2 separate regions of the Mus musculus genome follow, and region 2 is linked to region 1. Evidence: chromatin contacts called from public ChIA-PET data. All regions are on one chromosome and are shown on one strand. The core of a region is the stretch at or near the end of the contact, and the rest is flanking DNA. Distances in the headings are between cores, read along the strand shown. Region 1 has its middle 29 kb from the start of Abcg3. Region 2 has its middle 12 kb from the start of Gbp6.

Region 1 (5,305 bases), core at 2,268-4,767:
GAAATGCCCTCTGAAAGATTAATAAAAAGCCCGATCTACTGGCTTCATCTAGGGAGAATAAGTTGGAATCAAAAGTTGAAGGTGTGCATGCATTCCAGGACATCTCAGTCTTACATGTTTCATGAAGAGTGCCAGAAAAGGGAATTTAAAAGTTAAGATAGTGACAGTAAATTAAAACTCACCACTGCACGATGAAATCTCTGCTTCTAGGAATGGGAGAAGCCAAGAGAAGTCACCCCAAGACCAAGACTTGAGTACCAGGAAGCATAACATTTGTAGCTTGAAGTTGTTTTCCTTTGAGGCTTTCCTATTTTAAAAATAATTGAAATAATGCTTTTTATGTAAACCAATATATCACAATATTATTTCCAGAAGCAGGCAATACAATTTATGCATAGCTTATAAGAGAATCCATGGGGCACATGGGAGGTGGACAGCTCAGAGATGGCTCAGGGTCAAGAATGCAGAATGCTCATCCAGGGTAGCTCAGTTCCAGGGGCAGGTAAAAACTACCTGTAAATCTAATTCCAAGGGATGTGACTTCCTTTTCTCAAACTCAAGGTCCCCTGGTACTTCCATCACATGTCCCCAGCTTACACATATACATACTTACAAGTAAGATTTAAAGGAATATACTGTTAACATTGATAATGGACCATATGAGTAAAGAGACACAAGGACCCTTATTAGTGCACTAATGAATATAATGTAATTAGAGTGTACACACCCCCAGCTACTCTAAGTCATCCTCCAGTTCCCTTCCCACCTTCATGTCTTCTCATCCTGCACCTCTTCCTCTTTCTTTTTACTCTGAATAAATTAATGCTGGCCTCATGTCCCTGACATTAGACACCATCTACCAGACCATGGACAATTTATTATGACCCACACCCCCATAGAAAACCCATTCTCCCTTTCCCAGTCACCAGATATCAACTGCTAGTAGTTCCTCAGCTAGGGTTGGGGTCTCAAGAGCTCACTGCTTCTCCATACTGGATGTTGACTGGCTTGATCGTGTGTATCTTGTTCCAACAATCATAACTACTGTCATAGCCCCGTCATATCCAAAAAAAATATTATTTTAGAACAATATGATCTGTTTTTAAAAGTACTTAAATTTATTACTTCAAAATTAAAGTATAGACATTCCTATGATTTCTGGAATCTTGGAGAAGCTTAATTCCTCTCTCTTCATCTCTTGTAAGATGGGAGGTTCAAAAGGATGAACTGTGTAAAGGAGAAATCTTGGTGCTGTTTTATTGGGAGCCATTTTGTTTGCTTCTGCCTGCCAGGCACAGTCAAGGCAGGTCAGGGTCTGCTATCAGATTTCCTGGCCTGCTGACTCATGGAACAATAAGAGGAAATACACTTGAGTTTCAAGTCAAGGGGTTGAACATTCTATGAATCTTGGTGTAAGAAACAGGGAAGTCTCTGGATGGGAACAGATGTCCTGTGTGTACATCACCCATTGTTTCTGCTACCTTGTGACTTTGTTTCCCATGGTACTAAGGAATATAAGAAGGCTAATAAAATAAACTCGAGGCTGATGTCGTATTCACCCGCAGCCTTCCCAATTCTAAGTTTTGTTTCTGAGTCTTCTTTCTGACTTTCCTTGAATCATCCTCACTCCTCATTCAGAGGCTGCTTGACTTTGGGTTAAAGGGACAAGAACAGCCTTTAATTTTGGTAGTGACTTTGTTGAGGTGGCCAGAAACATGTCGTGTCAAAGGTAGATCCCTTGATGGGGAAAGAGAGTTGCAGACACAGGAACATTCAGAAAAAGAAAAAGCAAAACAAAACAAAACAAAACGAAACTTTGACCAAATATAATGTGAGATGTGGTCCTCACTAATGCGAAATTAAACATCAGGCTTTGTTGATATGTGGGATTTTAGTCTAGTGCCTAAAAATGGTTTTGGAAGAGTGAAACTACAAGGGCTGAAACAGTGTGTTGTGTTGGTCAATACATGGACATTGAAGCCACTGTAAATGTCAATAATAGTTATGGGAGGAAAAATGGGACAAGTCAAATATATATCACCAACAAGGAACAGAAGAACAGTGGCTTTGCTGAGGATAACATGAAGAAGAAGAATGAATATCTACGATGACTGAGACACTTCAAGGGGGAAAGGAGAAGAATGTGAGCTGAGAAAACAGAACGTGGAAGCTCCAACCACGTGTTTAGATGGAAGGAAGGTAGAATTTCCAGGGTCTGTTTTAGATAATTTTCAGAAAGTAAAACCACCAAGGAAAGCAGAAGTTTCTATTGTGCCCAAGTCTACAAGAAAGAAGTGTGCTGGTGGTGAGTATTTCCCCAAATGCAGAGAAGGCAATTGTGAAAGTTCTATCCTGACTTCCAACTCATCAGTCTTTAAAACACAGGAAGTGGACACATTGTGAACCCCAGTGTATCCACTGATATGTCACCAGCTCTTAAACATATATTCTCCACATCTAAGTCAGTCAGTCAGTCACGCACGCACACACACACACACACACACACACACACACACACACACACACACTATTCCTGACCTGACCTGTTGGTGTGGTAAGCAGAGAATATCTCCTACTGAGTCTCAGCAGACTTCTCTAAGAATGAGGTTGGCAGATCGGAAAGCGAATTTTTCTTTATTTTGTTAGAATTCAGTAGACATTAAATCCAATTAAACATCTGTTGCCACCTCAAGACATAACTGCTACTGAATGCATTTGAGGATGTCCTACCTGGCCAGTGATTACAGAGAGCATGAGATATATGTATACATTAAACTGAGTTATGCTACAGGAGATGATAGTGTCCTCACCTCAAGACTCGTAGTCTAACAAAGGTGTTTGTTTACTAATTCAGGTTTAACAACTTTAAATGAAATAAAACTGATTGCCACAGGCATCCAACAATTCATTGGGAGTGGATTTGAACTCTTGAGACTCGTGGCTGTTAGCAAAGATCCAGTGCCACTCTGAGAAGTGTGATTGCATCCTTGTCTCTGATGCAGGAGGTCTGGATCTTTAAGTGAGTTCTTGTCTATCGACAACAGGAGTAGCAGCAGAAGCTGGAGTGCTGAAGCTCCAGTGAGCTCTAGCTAGTGGGAGAAGCCTGAGGCTCTCCCTCCTCTCAGATTTAGATACTTTTTCTCAAGTTTAGTCTGTGCCTGGTCAGTCTTTTTTTTTTTTTTTTTCCGTGCAAAAAGTTCTATGTATTCGTTCATTTTTGTGCATGCACATGTATTCACATGCCACAGTGTATGCTGTTCCAGTCAGAAGACAGATTTAAGGATCACTTGGGTCCAGATTGTCTGAATGTGAACACATAAAGAAAGTAAGACTAAGCAGGGAAGACTGTCCCAGCCTAAGCCCTCTGCAGATGCTTGTCACAGGTTTCTAGGAGTTCTGGGTGCTGCTGTAGTCCTTGCAGCCTGCTGTCTGCTGCTTCCATCTGTAGTGCAGGATTTTGCTCAGCCTGGGCTTTTGTTTCTTTTGATGTGGCTGCTGCTACTGCACAAATGATGGTCTGTGGTTGGTTTGTGGAGCTCCAGCCTGCCTCCCAGTACTCAGAAAGGTGTTAGAAAGCTCAGGGTAGGACTACTGACTGCCTTTTTCCATGGCAGTGTACATAGCACTATGGGAGGAAATCCTCAGAGGGTAGGCTGCCAAATTAGGGGAATTTCCCAAGCACTCCACCTATATGAAGATCTATAGGCAATAAATGCTACTGAGAGGGAGAATCTGTGTTCTTCAAGTAGGAGTCCCCTGTTAGATTATCCAGTCATAAGTGGTCAGCCCTAAATACATACACATACAGCAATACCAAATAGACTCGATACATCACATGCCCATGTGCACATGCACACAGATGTGTCTTTACATCCCTCAGAGAAAGACATCCTGTCACGTAGCTATGGAAACTACTCATAGTCAGTCCTTGCAAATTTCTGAGGGAAAACTGGGTAAAAGTCCCAAAGTATGTGACATTTTTTTTTGACAGCATGCCTCAGTGATCAAAGAATGACATAACCAGAATATAATTTCCTCCCTTACTTGTTGGTGTTTAGAAGTTATGCTGACCTCCCTTGGACTGATATTTTGAATACAGTGGGTTAGTCTTCAAGATAAGTCAGTAAATTCGTAGCAACAAGAATGAATAAGTTCTCCAGTCATTAGAAATGGCACAAGACTTCAATTATATTTCCACCACTGAGCTTCTTCATAATAATTGTACCAAAGTATCAGCTCAATACTTCCTGAGGTCGAGCCAAACTCCAATGGCAGCTAATTCTACCCATGTCAACAATGCCCAGTGTGCACATAGTCACCTTCAGTATCATAGATACAGCCACATCAGACCTATGTCTTACTTATAAGCTACTAAGGGTCTTGAATGTCTGAATCTACATTCATTTTCTCTGGAATAGTTACTCTAGATTTTCCATTTTATCTTCAGTGTATTCTTCTGACTTTCTGTGTGAAAACATGAAGGTATCTGAAATGGAAGAGCATTCAAATACAGCTCAGACAGAAAATGGAAGTGTCTAGAGACATTTGGCCAAGAGGCTGACTTCTAAGTTGATATTTGTTCTGCCCAAACAAAATCGAAGTCCATAGTGAACTCTGTAAAACCCTTTCATATCATGAAACCAATGACCTTATATCACTTCTGTGGGTGCTTTTGGATCACATTCTCCCTCAGGCATCTTTCAGTATCTCATGGACCACAAATACTGCTGGCTGTCTTAGGGTTTTACTGCTGTGAACAGATACCATGACCAAGACAAGTCCTATAAAGGTCATCATATATTTGGGGCTGTCTTACAGGTTCAGAGTTTTAGTCCATTATCATCCAGGTGGGACCATGGCAGTATCCAGGCAAGCATGGTACAGGATGAGCTGATAGTTCTACATCCTCTTCTGAAGGCTGTTAGCAGAATACTGACTTCCAGAATGCTTGAATGAGGATCTTAAAGCCCACAACCACACTGAGACACCTACTTCAACAAGGCCATACCTCCTAACAGTACCATTCTCTGGGCCTATCATATACAAACCATCATACTGGTAATGGCAGTGTTCACTTGGTTAGGAATGAAGAAAAAGAAGCCTTTAACACTGCAACACTGCTCAGTGTAACTCCTGCTCCCTCATCCTCAGGAGGCAACCCCAGAGCTGAAAGCTTCAACATGTCCACAGAGAATACATTTATACTCTCCAGATTGGCAAGTTCTGTCTTTCACCATCCAGTATTTTAAAAAATATTCTATGGCATAGTTATCTGAAAACAATCATGATAGAAACAGTCTACAGC
Region 2 (5,051 bases), core at 755-3,254, 300 kb before region 1:
ATGAGTGTGAGGAACAAGAAGCATGGCGGAGGAGTAAGGGTGAGGAACAGGGAACACAGGAGAGGAGTGAGGGTGAGGAGCAGGGAGCACGGAAGCTATGAGGTGAGCATGAGGAGGTGTCTGATGGTGTTGACACACTACAGCTCCTGAAAAACCTGAGAAAACAAAGCACCTTACCCTCTTTTCAGCCTTGGGAACCAAACTCAGGGACCTGAATGATGACCTATTTATTATACCACCCAAGATCATGTATGTGCATGTGTGTACATGTATGTGTCGGTGTGGGTATGCATTTCTGTGCACTGTGTTATGTGTGTATGTATGTGTGCGTGTGCATGTGTTTGTGTGTGTGTGCATGTCTGTACACTGTAATATATGTGCATATGTGTGCACGTGTGTGTGCCTGTTCATGCTCATGTATGCAGCAGGCCTGTCTACATGCAGTTGAAATATAGAAAGATTTTAAGTGTGTCATACATACACCTGCCATGAAATCGTGTGTCTGGGGTTTGACCTTTGAGAATTTACCATCCAAACTGAATGCACTTTCAGCTTAGCAGGGTTGCTGTGCAGCCAGAGAGACAACCCTGACACAGCTCAGCCCCTGAAAGGAATTTCCTGGAACATGATTCTCATTGAAACTGAAAGGAACTGAGCTCTTCTGTAATCTGCTGCAGACTGGCCTCAGTTGTCCCCCTTCAATTCATGGGAAAAAAATCAGGGACCTGGTTACAGGCAAGCAAGGAGTTGGTGTGGATGGGTGACAAACAGACACGGACAAAGAGAGTGTATCTGAATGTATTTTTGTCAAAGTGAGCATCAGCCTTTTATATTACAGGAGACAAAGAAGTTAATTGATACATTAAGGCCATTCAAGGTACATTGAAATTATCTGATGCAAAATTACTTTTACAACAAAACAGAGGAATGCATACTTAAAAGCTAACAGGAACCAACTGGGATAAAATCAATGTTAACAACTGGGATCAAAAGCAGTCCCACCTAAGGCCAGCTTAATCTTAAAAGCCAGGGGTAGGGGCTTCATGCCCTTGCCATAGTTCAAATTCTAGTCTATTGTATAGTCCACCTTCCCTCTAGGCCATTGCAAATTCCTGTGTATGGGAGTGGCTCAGCTATCTATAGTTCTAAATATTTACTCTAGTTCCTTCTTAAACCACAACCTTCCTTCTTCCTAGATAATGCCTGATTTCTTTCAATATCTCTCTCACAATACTAGAGCTAAATCTGAATGTAACTGTATAGGTAACATTCTTACTGAATTCCAAGCCCAGGGTCAGCTCAAGGACTGCCTAGGTAGGACATTAGAACACTGGTGGAGGCTAGCCTAACTTAGCTATATGTCAAAATCAGTCCTTAGAGGCACTTAAAATAAAGCAATATTGAGGGAAAGCACACAGATCTGTTCACCGACTAAAGAAAGGACAGATTTGGAGCATTCGTTATTACAGGATGCCACGGGTCAGGAGACTAAATTTCCTTGAATTTTTCTTTTCTTTTTCTTTCTTTCTTTCTTTTTTTAGTATTCAGAATCCTTCCCTTGTTTTTATTTTATTTATTGAAAATTTCTTATATTTCAATGTTGGATTATATAAGACAAAGAAATAAAAGTGTTCTTTGATTGCAAATTAGTCCATAGGCTATGATGAAACTACTACCCACAATTCTGTTATGATGATTCATCCCCAAAGCATTAGTCACCCTACTTCAAAGGATGTCTCTGCAAACAGAAGCTCACTTTAGTATTATTAGGTTTTTTTGTTTTGTTTTGTTTTTTTGATATTTTCTTTATTTACATTTCAAATGTTATTCCTAAAGTTCCCTATACACTACCCCTGCCCTGCTCTCCTACCCACCCACTCCCACTTCTTGGTATCATTGGGAAGAGAGGCCCCTTGGTATTTAACTTTTCACCTTGGGACTGCGTCCAGGCTTTTGGGCCTGTCACATGAGTCACTACTGGAGTGGATGTGGTAACTGAGGCATTTCTAGAAACTCAGTTGATTTTTGTGTCAGCAAAATAGGAAAGTGATTTTTTTGAAGGCTCCACCAAGGTAGCCAACTACAAAATTAAAGTACAAAGGTTATTAAATTTCTTACTCCTGTGGTATTTTTCTTGTTTTTAAAAAGTCTCTGTGTCTTTCTCTTTCTCTGTTCTGTCTCTCAGTTTCTTTCTTACTGACTCTGTCTCTATGTGTGTGTGCATGCTGTGTGCACAACACATTTGTATGAATGCGTGCATGTTCATGTGTGCCACACTGTGGTGGAGCTCCTTGCTCTCCATGCTGTGTGAGGCAGGGCACCTCTTTTGTTTCTCAGTATCTTCTGCCGCTGTCACGTGCCTTGCCACACTAGCACTGAGGTTGCATCTGCACACTGCAGCCTCACATGGCCTCACATGGGATCTAATCTCAGGTCCTCAGGCTTGAATGGCCAGGGATCTACAAACTAAGCCATGTGTCCACACCCCGGGCACTTCTGCAGAGTGCTTGTAGACACTGCATTTTACACTGTCATACCTGTGTCACATCTAGAAAGGCTTCCTGGCATGGGTGGTGGTTTGGGTTGAAAACTTTACTGAAGTCTCAGAACTGTCATTGTGACTCTTCAGTGTCTGCTGTTTCCCTGCCCTCCACAGTTAAAGCCTCCCACAGGGCTTCCAAAGTCAGTGTGGCTGTGTGATTTTCAGCTGTTTGTGTTTGTGCACAGTCTTCCTGTCATCTGTCAGAGAATAGCTACTGAGAAAACATAGTAAAAATGCAATATCAGAAGTTTGTTATTTTAAGACTCTATGAAAATTCTTGATGAAAATGTTTATAAAAAGATTTATAAAATCTCTCGACATACCTTCAGAGCAGGGCAGGGGCATAAAGAAGAATATGAACACCAGAAGAGACCTGAACAACGAAAGAGTGACACTACAGTCCCATTAGAGAATGTCTTCATGGTCAGCAAGAGTGGAAGTGTAAGGTAAAGGAGAGTGTGTAGCCAAGTGTAAGGGGTTGAGAGCCTGTGGGTTCCCTCACTTGTGACAGTTAGCATCTTTAGAAAAATGGCATTCCAGATCTTCAGTGAGATTCTCACACTAGTCTTTGAGTTTTGGGGTCTCCCATTTGGAAGTGAGGTTCTCACAAATAATGAACCCAGTTCTGTGTCAGCTGATGCCACTGTTTCCAAGCCCAGGGCCACACTCCTGAGCACAACATCTTTTCTGCTGCAACAGGCTTCAGATCTGGACCCAGCAGCTTCTGAGTCAGCCTTTGAGCTCACTCAAGTACCACAGGAAAATGGAGGAGTCTTCGATTTGCCTTTGCTTTGCTGGGCATGTACTTAGAGACTGCATGTTCAAGTTAGAAACAACTTGGACTCAGTAGATGAGATAGTCCTTGGGAAACAAGATGTTAGTGTAGTTCTGAGAGCAACATCCCAGGAAGGGGAGGATAAGCCCATCACAGGGATGCTAACTCTGCCTGAAATTGGCTGTACATGTGGGGTAAAATTACCTGTTGTGGAAAAAAGTGCTTTGTTGGTCTCCTTGTGTTCTCACAGAATCTTTGGAAACAAAACAGAATAAAGAAAGAAAAAAATTAAATAAAATATAAGAAAAGAAAACACGCTACCCCCACACCATAAAAATGAAACCAAACAAAAACAAAGCAACTTGAGGTAAAATGTCTACACAAATACCATTGATCTCCTTTTGTGTTAGCTATCATATGCTGGGCATGGGTTCTACCTGTAAGTGTGGTTAATTACCCACTGAGTACTTTGGAGAAAACAGATGTTTCCTTTGCAAACAGTTGTCAGTTGGAGATATCTTCTTGGTTAGGCATAAAGCCTGTGTTCAGGACCCATCTCAGCACTGGGATCCCCTCTGACTTACACCTGTGCAGGTCCTGTGCATGCTTCAACTGTCTCTGTGAATTTATATGTGTGTCAGTCTTGTGTCTGAAAGACATTCATTTCCTGTTGTCTTCCATCACCTCTGGATCTCACAATCTTTCTGCCTCTTCTTCCAAGTAGTTCCCAGAACCCAGAGAAGAGCATTGTGATGAATTTGTCCCAGTTAAGACTGAGAGTTCCAAACTCTCTCCCTGTCTGCACATTGACCAGTTGTAGGTCTCTGTGCTGATTTCTATCTACTGCAAGAGAAAGCATCTCTGAAGTGGACTGAACGAGGCTAGGGTACCCCATGGGACCTTACTCCATGGTCAAAGTAGTATGTCTTAAGGAGTCACTTTATTGCTGTAGTCTTCTGTAGGAACATCAGTATTTGATTCTACCCTAGACCTATGGCATAAGAATTCAGGTTCGGGTCTCTTTAGTAATGCCATGTGTAGGCTCCATGTCATGGAGTGGCCTTGAATCCAATGAGAAAGTGAATGGTTACTCCTAAGTGCACAATCTACAGTATTGTAATCATGGTTGTTATAATTAACTCAACAGGAATACAGAAAAACCTAGTGATGTGCTGAATGCTGAATGTGCTCCATCTCCTTCCCAGCTGGGAGGTAGTGCTCCGTACCACCTGGCACACAATGAATAGAAACAATTGTATCATTTTTACTTACTGAATATAGGGTTAGGAATCACTTTACTCAGACATAAGGAGGTTTTGGAGAACTGAGAATGGACTGTCCAATAACCAGCTTTGGGACTCCTCTCTCTCATTTTAAGGAAGGGTGTGATTGCCTCCTGCTCCCACATATCTGTTTAGAATTTGAAATACGATGAGAACTGAGGAAAGTATCACAGTTTCCCCATAAGAACTTCAAACCCCAGGGCAGGGAGAGAAGGAGCAGCATGATTAACCTTACACATGATGAAATTATCTCAGGAAAGGGAGGCAGATGTGGAAGTGGCAGGAGTAGAGGAAGAAAGTGTGGAAGAGGCAGGTATGGAAGAGGCAGGTGTAATACAAAAACATGCTATTGTTCCTGTCTTTAAGAGTTTTTCTAAATGAGCCTATCTAACTACCTGGACAAGAAAATATCGCTCAAAAAGTTGTCAATTAAAACACATATTATACTCAA

The links. ChIA-PET counts read pairs in DNA pulled down with a chosen protein or histone mark.
Region 2: an RNA polymerase II ChIA-PET map of effector CD8 T cells shows a contact between it and region 1, with 16 read pairs. The contact joins two enhancer-like sites. A contact is called at or near these places in 4 of 39 promoter capture datasets (the 3T3-L1 cell line, the C10 cell line, macrophages and 1 more), 1 of 484 Hi-C or Micro-C datasets (embryonic fibroblasts), 2 of 115 datasets of contacts at active chromatin or transcription factors (cardiomyocytes and effector CD8 T cells) and 2 of 9 other capture datasets (adipose tissue and macrophages).

The regions. Positions count from the first base shown.
Region 1 is chr5:105,008,788-105,014,092 of GRCm38.p6, reverse strand. It overlaps a transcript of Gbp8 not described here. Among named protein-coding and RNA genes, the nearest start is that of Abcg3, 29 kb to the right of the region's middle. Within about 2 kb of position 3,517, at least 26 of the 459 cell types and tissues checked have an H3K27ac peak or open chromatin away from gene starts, as enhancers often do. A contact at or near this core is called in effector CD8 T cells, where this site is marked.
Region 2 is chr5:105,303,169-105,308,219 of GRCm38.p6, reverse strand. No RefSeq gene overlaps it. Among named protein-coding and RNA genes, the nearest start is that of Gbp6, 12 kb to the right of the region's middle. Within about 2 kb of position 2,004, at least 27 of the 459 cell types and tissues checked have an H3K27ac peak or open chromatin away from gene starts, as enhancers often do. A contact at or near this core is called in effector CD8 T cells, where this site is marked.